2 separate regions of the Hordeum vulgare genome follow, and region 2 is linked to region 1. A link is a contact called in public Hi-C data. All regions are on one chromosome and are shown on one strand. Each heading gives the region's core, a stretch centred on a gene start, on an enhancer-like site or on the middle of the called end of the contact. The rest is flanking DNA. Distances are from core to core; before and after follow the strand shown.

Region 1 (4,635 bases), core at 1,091-3,590:
TTAAAGGTGATCTACCTTGGTATTTTCAATACGGCCGATGTGTTCAATCATAGTGAGCGCATCAGCCATTATCTGACACGGATGATTGTAGTCTGTGAGGCCATTTATGACAGGTACAGGTGCATATTTTGCCAAGTCCAAAATATCCTGCAAAAATCATATGAGATGTTAGAAAGACAATGTGATTCTTAACTCTTAAGGTCAATTGCATGAAAGCAGAATACAAATAACTTAAGATTAAGTATCTCAATAACAAGCAAGCCAACAAAGCAGGATTGTATGCAAGTGAGTTCAGTGCCAATCCAAATATCAATTATTACTCCCTCCGTCCCATAATATAAGAGTGTTTGTTACACTAGTGTAGATGTTAAATTTATTACGACATGTAAAAAATAAATGAAGAAGCACAACAGAAAAAACTACCACGCCAATATTGTTTGATCATCAAATCCACCCATCCAAATATTTTCAGGTTGGCGGTTACACAAACTAGAATGAAAAGAACTTACATTTTCAGTTATAACTACACTCTATCGTGGTTGATGCTTCATATTAAAAGGTTTCAGCCTGCGAAATATATATTTCTTCTATTGTCCGCTCATGGCTTCAGAGTAGATATCTAACTTTGCTTAAGCACCAAAGAAATAAGAAGTTATAGTTATGTCTAGATTGCAATCGTTACACGTTGTGGAACAGGAAGATTTAATATGCAGGAATTTTATTTAGAATCTGGCATACCTCAATAGAAATTTTACAAATCATAATCATAGAACTAATGATCATACCTGATGAGCAAAAACCCTGGCCATAATGATGTCATTATATCCAGAAAGTACACGAGCAACATCACGGGTCTCCTCACGCTTGCCCATCTGGATATCATCAGGACCTAAATAGACGGCATGCCCACCAAGCAAGAAGAATCCTGTTTCAAATGAAACACGGGTCCTCATTGACGGCTTGGCAAAGACCATTGCCATCGACTTTCCTTTGAACGGTTGGAAGCTCCTGTCTCCTGATTTTATCATTGCCTTAACCTCAATTGCTCGGTTAAGAATCTTCATGATTGTATCTTTGTCAAAATCATTGATATGGAGGAAATCCTTAGGAACCTGTTTGCCTGCAAGAAAATGTAGTGTTGTCAATAAAGTTAGCAAAATTTTGTTACATCTTCAGTAATAAAAGTTTACTCTGATGCACAAAACTTTTGAAATGTACACTAAGTTTCCGTCACTCACATGCTTTCAGGAAGGAAAAAAAAAAGATAAAAGCTAATGAGCAAACCAGTGAATTTCAGAGCTAACATCTTTACCATAAGAAAAACTATTGCTCAATGGTGATCACTGGTGAGGAACGAAGTAGGTGAGCACAACATAACAGTGATGACGGGGACAAGGAAAGCACAGTCTGTGTTTTGCAGTGTCCAACCAGAAAAATCTGTACATTTCTTGTTTGATCACCATATGAATAGTGTGATCTCTCTGCGTGGATTCTCATTACAAATAATTTCTCATCCAGTGTCATATAAAAATGATCACCAGAATTTTGACACAGCTGATGATCAATCATAAGGGGGCTCTTCATTTTATATCAAAAGCTATTTAAGACTTCAAACTTTGCGCGCTGCTAGCAACTACTCCCTCCGTTGCTGAAATGGGTGTATCTTGACACGTTTCAGTGTGTGGATACACTCATTTCAGCGACAGTTGATTCCGGACAGAGGTTGTGCTAACTAGTCCCTGAGGAATCGACATTGGCAGAGGATTGGAAACTGCCCACATTGGGAGCCCTGGAAGCTACTCAAGTTTCACGGCAGGTACCATGTCACAACTGATCATTTCCTGTTTGTCAAAATCAATTTCGAACAAATACAATAACCCCACCAGGACCCTAGTTAATGTGTCCCATAATCAACAAAAGTAATTCAATGCAGGCTTAGAAACCCTAACCATCTTTCCCCGTGGAGGGGACCGCGGCAGGGCTGGACACTGCGGCGGCCGCGACCCCGCGGCGGGCCGCGGAGGCGGAGGATGCGGCGATTGGTCGCGCTGAAGGCGGATGGATGGGGAGCAACTGTGGGCGCCGGGTGGAGGTAGGGGTGGAGAGGACGAGGTGGCCGCCGGAAATCGCCGCTGCAGCCATCGCAAGGAGATGCTTCAGTGACTGTCGGCGACGGAGGGTGGAAAAAGGGGATACCGGAGGCTGGTTGCCACTGGAATCCGGCGGAGGTGGACGGCGCGGCGGCTAGGGCGGCGGCCTGAGTGCGGCGGCTCGTGGCTTCGAGAAAGGTCGGGATGGACGGGCCAGCTGGATCCGGCGAGGGGCGTATGTAGAGAATTCGTTACACTTGCCCTTTCGCATTTTTTAGAAGAATTATTACGTATTTTTAACACGATACGGACACGCGTTCATACATATGCAGTACAATTATCCCTACGCACTCACAGCTCGCCTTTGTGAGCATAGCCTTCGTAGAAGGATGTGAGAACCTCTCTGTCAAGTCTATGACTTGAAATTGATGGGCTTGGAATAGCATTGTCCTTTTAAATATCAACCACATATTGGTTTGTATTTATTATTTTGTTCTGAAAAATTAGTCCATTTTATATGTGATCTCGTATATTTTAGTGAAAACGCTTGACTTAGGATAGGATCGCACGCGAGCATCCGTCGCCTCGTTCATAGGACACTGTCCTGCATGGAGCCCACTCGACATTAGAGGTAACTAGATGACCCGGTTGCGCCAATGGCGCAAGAAGCCAATTAAAAAGAATGTTAGTATTGAGTAACTGGAAATATAATGCAATGTGGATTGTATTATACCATGTATTAACCACAAATCATGAAATCAATACCAGAGAACCAAATAATGTCACCACCTTTGTACTAACAACCAACATTTTAGCATAAGGAGTATCATAGGAGTGTTTACTTGCACATTAGTAGTATCACAATTACAACTAAAGAGGCATTGTCCTCACTGTTGTCCCTGAGTCCATCACAAGAAGAGTTCCAAGCCTCGCAACTTCTTCCTCCAGCTCTCCACATGACCCTCAGTTACGAACCTCACCCCCAGCTATGATTATTTCAAGATGAAATCAACATGCTATTTCTCTCACATGGAACATGTTCAGAATTTAGTCAGTCTCACTAATCTTTCAGCTACAAAGGCAGATAGAAAAATGGCATGATCAGTAACTAAAAAAATGGAACAATAATGCTTGTGGCAGTAAAAAAACCGAGAAAGTGAATTAAGGACAACAGAACAATTATTTGTAACAACGGCAAGCTTGGCTGTTGCAAAATGATCACTCTGAAACTATATCTTTAGAACCAAATTAAAAATAAATAAAATAATCTAATACTCCCTCCGTCCCAAAATAACTGTATCTATTTTGTACAAAAACACCATGTATCTTTAGGACCAATTTTTAGACCATGGTACCACATAAATCAAGAATTAGACATCAGACTGCAATGTATTTATGGTCAGTTACCAATCATGTCACACCAAGGATTTGCACATACAACCTGAAATAACTACAACTAGCTTGAAATCTGAAATTCACCGGATGACAGACAAAAATAATACCACCAAACCTTATTCTTATTGGACGAGCACAAAATTTATAAGAAGATAACACACACAAAATCCTATTTGGTTTGTGGATGCATGCACTTTCTGGATTGTGCACATCAAAGCATGCAAGAACATTCCTAGGAGAGCCATTGTAGCACAACGAAGTAAACAAAAAATCAAAAAAGAGAAGTGAGTTTGTATCATGTAATTTAGTAATGTATGAGGCTATCAGCCCACATCACCATTTATTTTTCAGAGACCAAAGAAAATGACAGAAGTTTCCCTATTCTTTCCTGTACCTTTCTACCAGAATGCTCTCTATTTACGAGCACCACACACACTATTTCCACTTGGCGGCAGGTTGGACACAACAATCCTCGCCGCGAGCTGCAGAAGAACCACACACGCACATACGTCAGGCCAGGAGACACGAACACGGGCGCCGTGAGGGGGGAACGGAACAGACCGGAAGGGGAGAAACAAATCGAAAGAGGGAATGTACGGAGGCATAGTCGGGCTGGGAGGCCCTGAGCGTGGCGGCGGTCTCGGCGGCGAGCTCGTCGAGCTGGCTGGTGGTGACGCCCATGTATACCCCGGCGCAGACCTTCTGAGCTTCTTGAGCCGCGCCGTGATCTTGTCGAAGTGCACCATCTCCGTCCACCCGTCCCGCTTCACGACGTACATCACCGAAAACTAACAAAAACACACTCATGTCCATCATCCAAAGAGGCAATGGTTTTGCCTATTTGTACATCAGAATCAATGATTGAATCATCAACAGATTGGTACATGCAACATGCTTAAATATCATGCAGGAGAAGAATTAACTGCCACATTTATGAATAACTGAACATCATGAATGCCATGCTGCATTTTGTAATGGTAATGATCCAAGATAGTTAAATAGATGGTCATTATTAGGAATGCTCCATAGGATCTAAAGACACGTGTGCATGTTTCTTAAGTATAACTGAACATTATGAATGCCATGCTGCATTTAGCTCTATTAGCTTGACTTGTAGTGATGGGGACACCGCAAAGTTGATCATGTCCTA
Region 2 (4,635 bases), core at 625-3,124, 570 kb before region 1:
CAAAATTAATGCACCGCATGAACGGTTGAGTTCAGCTTCTAGTCCTGCTACACTTGCTAAGCAATGAGTGACCCAGGTCCAATTTGATGCATCAAGGAAGGAGTTTTACTATATGTATACCCTCACTTAACTAATTACAGTGTCCACAATAATGTTAACCAGTTACAGTTAGCCCCCTTCACAATTTGGAGTTCAGGACTAGCAATCAATAAAGCTCTTGCAGTAGTGGGGAAACCCTTAGATTGATTGTTATTCATTATTCTGAGGATTCTTTTCAAAGGAACGTAGTAGTACAAACTCGAACAGAGAGGCATGATACACAAACCGTCCATGAGAGCACTCTAATATGAATCTCGCATGTAAAGGGGGAATTTTATGATACAAACAACTGGGCATTACCTGATACAGATTCCACTGAATGGAATAAATCATGCATCAAATCGCCTTGCATAGGTCAGCCATACTAACTCACAAGGAAACCGCTTATTCTGCGATTGCATTCTTGCGTGTGGTGCCAGAACATAAAAGTATGACTGAAGCAATACATCTTGATGCAATGGTACCAGAACAAGAAGGAACGATAAACCATGTGATGAAGCAACCAGACAAGATTGACTTACATGGGCTGAGCCCCAGGTAGAGGAGATAGGTGGACGTCGCCCTGTCCCTCCTCACAAAGCACTGCACGGGACAATCACGAGGCCCCGGCTGCGCCAAACCACCAAGGTTAAGCATCCAGACTCACACATTTGATGAGCAAACAGATCATGGCGGAAGAAGGCATTGATGTGGGGGGACTGGAGATACCTGCTTTAGGGAGATGGGGAAGGTGATCCTGCTGCACTCCTCGAGGGTCTTCACCACATCCTTGGTGACCTCGCGCCACGTCCGGCAGACGGCTGCGCAGGCCACGACATAGCGCCGCGCCGGCCAGGCCACCTCGCTGGACTCCACCCTCTGTATCACGTCGATCAGCAGCTCCGGCGGCAGGTTCGCCCACTGCCCCTGCTGCTGCGGCTCCTGGCCTGGCCGCTGTGGCTGCGGCTGCGGCTCCGGCCACAGGCTGGGCCAGGAATGCCGCGACCCCCCGCGGCCGTGGCCGGCGCGCCCGTCGGAGACGCCGCCGCGCCTGGACATGCTCCCGATGCCGTCCCTCATCTCCTTGAGCTCCCGCACGATGCTCTTCAAAGACATTGCAACTTATGACCAGCTGCTGTCGCTCTCGCGGAAAGAGCCCCCCTTTACAGCTCCATGGCAAGATCCGCCATTGCGGGTGAATCTACTCCAAAAATGGCAGGAGACAGCTCATAAAGTAGTCGCCGCCACCACCGCGTCCAACCCAACCAAAATAATGGACATTTCGAGAAAGATCTGAAGCGCGGGGCTCCGGAGACAGCTAAAGAAGCTGGAATTTCCGGGCGAATTTGAGGTGGGCGGCGAGGGCGAGGACCCGGCGCTTCCTCGCCCGGCAGTCCGGATCTGGGGAGGAGGCAATGCAGCGAGGAGGGCCCGGAGAAACCGAGGGTTCACGCTCGGGTGGCCTCGAGATCCAAAGCTTCCCCGCTTCCGCGGCTCAGGAAATCAAAAGAATCGGCTCAAGAACGGATCGAGAACCCTCCCTCCGTTTCCCTCATTCCCGCCTCCGTTGGATCCCCAAGAGCTCCTTCCTTCCCCCCCCCCCCCCCCCAAAGAGCTCAAGATTAGGGAGCGCCCCCTCGCCTGCCTTCCTCCTCCGAGCTCAGGATTTCTCCACGGAGCCTCTCCCTCTTTCCCTCCGCTCTCGCCCTCTCTCTCTCTCTCTCTCTCTCTCCGCTCGCTGCAGCTCCTGTGAACCCTGTGTGTGTAGTTTGGGCGTGGGTTTGTATTAGGGAGAGGATAATAAAAGGGGCCGCGGAGAAATAAAAAATGAACGGAGGCGGGTTTTTTAAGGAGGGTGGGGACGGCTTTTTTGTGGGGTGCTCCTTTTTTCCTCTCTCGTTGAGTTTTCACCTTTCGAGGTGTGCAGGTACTGCTACTACTACTCGCGCCTCGCGGCTCCCCAAAACTCACAGCTGCCCAACGGGAATCCTATGCATCAACATGGAGTGTACGCCGCTGTGGGACTCACGCTTTGGTCTTGAGGTTGGGCTGCTCTGGTGAGGTGAGGTGAGGTGAGGTGGTTGCAGAGCAAGTTACATGGTTAAAAGCATCTTAAAAGGCACTTTTGTGTTACGAAGACTTTCTCTCTGCATACAATGAACGGTTGATGGAACGAAAAGGTGGTGTCTTGGGGTTTAGGCTGGCCATAGTGGGGTATCATAGCTAGTAACATAGTCTTGGGATTAGCAAACATGGTAACGTGGCAAGTAATTAAAGAAGAGAGAGAGGATTATAGTAACATAGGTAGATACCGTAACATGTTAAATGCTATGCTACTATGTGTCATGCATGTCAATAAATGAGATCACCTATGATACGTACTACTTTATGATACTATGCACTATGAAGGTACTATCATACAATAGTAACATATGCATGATAGTACTATATGTTAATCTCCACTATGAGCAGCCTTAGGGGGATCGTAGCTCCAATCTAGCAAATTGTCAAAATGACTCGCTCCAACGTCTCTTTATGTAGGTGAAGGAAATGTCAAGGTCTATTTTAAGGTTCATAGCTTCAACCCCTGAAAAAATCGATGTGTCACTTTGACATCTACTCCCTCCGTCCCATAATATAAGAACATTTTTACTACGCTCTTATATTATGGGGCGGAGGGAGTATGTATGCACCCTGTATTTGAAAGGAGAGCGGAAAATCCTCGGCACAAAAGACAAAGGGCAATGGAAAGAGATCAAAACTGCCAAAAAGAAATTACCATTGGAAATTAGTCTCTCTTTAAACTCCAGTGTTGTGGGCCCTTGAGTCCACCGAAACTACTCTTCTCAATCGCATGTGCGGCATGCAATTCAATAGCGAATATCCCCCTGTTTTCTGATTGGTGAGCGAGCATAACGGAAAGATCACATTGATTTTCGCTTTGTTCTTACTCTGTGATTTTCTGCATGCATTTATTGTGCTTTGATTTTGTAGTGTCGTGTTATGGGGGTAGTTTGGACACACCACGACTTCTTTTGCTTATGGTGGTGTTCTTTCATGAAAGAGGAAAAGAGACATACACGCCTTTATTAGGATATATATTTTTTCTTAATGGGGATGGAAGTGGTATGACATTATTGTTTTGATTTTCCTTCACTGAGTAGTACTTTACATAAATACATCCGTATGCTTGAAATTAGGTCGCTTTGGTACCAACTAAAGACCAAAAAGAGATGCTACACATGTGTGTCCATGTGGTTTTGTTGTTATGTAATCTTAGGGTATGTTTGATTTATGCACAAGGTTGCCCTCCCAAAAAATTGTCTAGGCGCAATTTTGGTTGAGGATTTTGCTTGCACATGAGTTGAACAACATTGGCTAAGAAATAGACTAAGCTGCTAAAGGAGCATTGGTATGCCAAAAAAAAGTTGTCTCGACATTGATGGAGTTGAGCAATATTGGTGGAGGAGCGCTTTTGTGCTGGAACATTGTTGTGTTCCTGGAAGTGTGTTATATCGGCCACAGGGGGTGATTAGGCGATTATAACAAATTCGTCACTCAAAAATTACTTAGTGAAAAAATACATAGTGATGAAATGTTATGTAACGGATAAAGTACTCAAATGCATGTGAACCATGGTAACAACAAAGTCATCATGATGAAACAGAGCATACACGAGGGATGAGTAGCAAGCAATCAGGATGAGCAGGAGAAAAGTACAGTGACTAAAGAAATAGGATTGACGAAATTGATAAAGTCTTCAGCAAATATGACCGTTGTCACGATAAGGATCCACTCGATAGGTGGTACTAAGCGCAGCAACGATCGAAAATTCATGAGGGCACTCAATTTCCTCCTGGTATGCAAATCGCACGGGTGAAATACTAAGTCCTCACTCAGGTCAATTTTGTCAGAAACCAAAAGAACTTCCTCTCTATCGTTGATGAAACAGAGCATACACGATGAATGAGTAGCAAGCAATCAGGATAAGCAGGCAGAAAGTACAGCGACTAAAGAATTAGGATTGACCAAATTGATAAAGTCTAGAGTCAAAGTGTTCACATGATAAGGAACAATTTCATCAACATATAAATGAGAAAATGAAAGGTTGAGGAAATAGAACTTGGTTGCTCGATGAAGACTTGAGATTTGTTTGACCAGTTCCAACTGATGTGACAGTTGTATGTATGGTTGGAACGGCGTGGTGTGAAACCAAATGACACTAAGTCTTCACCGTATTCTTCTTGAGCTAAAGTCAATTAGACTCCGGCCAATCACTCATGATAAGTCTTCAAGGTAGACTTCCAAAACCTTCACACGCTAGGTCACTCGGCAATCCACAATGACTCTTGGATGCTCCAAACCTTGACGCCTAACCGTTTGGAAGATACATGGTCTTCAAAGGTAATAGGCGTTGGTTCCACACATGAAAAAAACTCGGTGATGCTCAATCACTTTGAGGCTTTGAGTGTTTGGGTTTTTCCTCACTTAGGATTCTCTCGAAGTCGTCAGAGGAAGGGTTGCTCTAGATGAAACTTGTCAATCTCTCTCTTGAAG

The links. Hi-C and Micro-C count contacts between places; a contact is called where the count stands out from the background.
Region 2: a Hi-C map of leaf shows a contact between it and region 1, with 2.6 times the contacts expected there. The contact joins the promoter of LOC123402947 here to the promoter of LOC123403689 in region 1. A contact is called at or near these places in 2 of 6 Hi-C or Micro-C datasets (leaf and seedling).

The regions. Positions count from the first base shown.
Region 1 is chr6H:463,350,475-463,355,109 of MorexV3_pseudomolecules_assembly, reverse strand. It overlaps LOC123403689 (ornithine carbamoyltransferase, chloroplastic), which reads right to left and starts at 2,340. Exons shown (of 5, transcript XM_045097601.1): 1 at 1,950-2,340; 2 at 786-1,120; 3 at 16-147. The coding sequence starts at 2,142.
Region 2 is chr6H:463,920,892-463,925,526 of MorexV3_pseudomolecules_assembly, reverse strand. It overlaps LOC123402947 (tubby-like F-box protein 5), which reads right to left and starts at 1,874. Exons shown (of 4, transcript XM_045096916.1): 1 at 808-1,874; 2 at 621-708. The coding sequence starts at 1,194.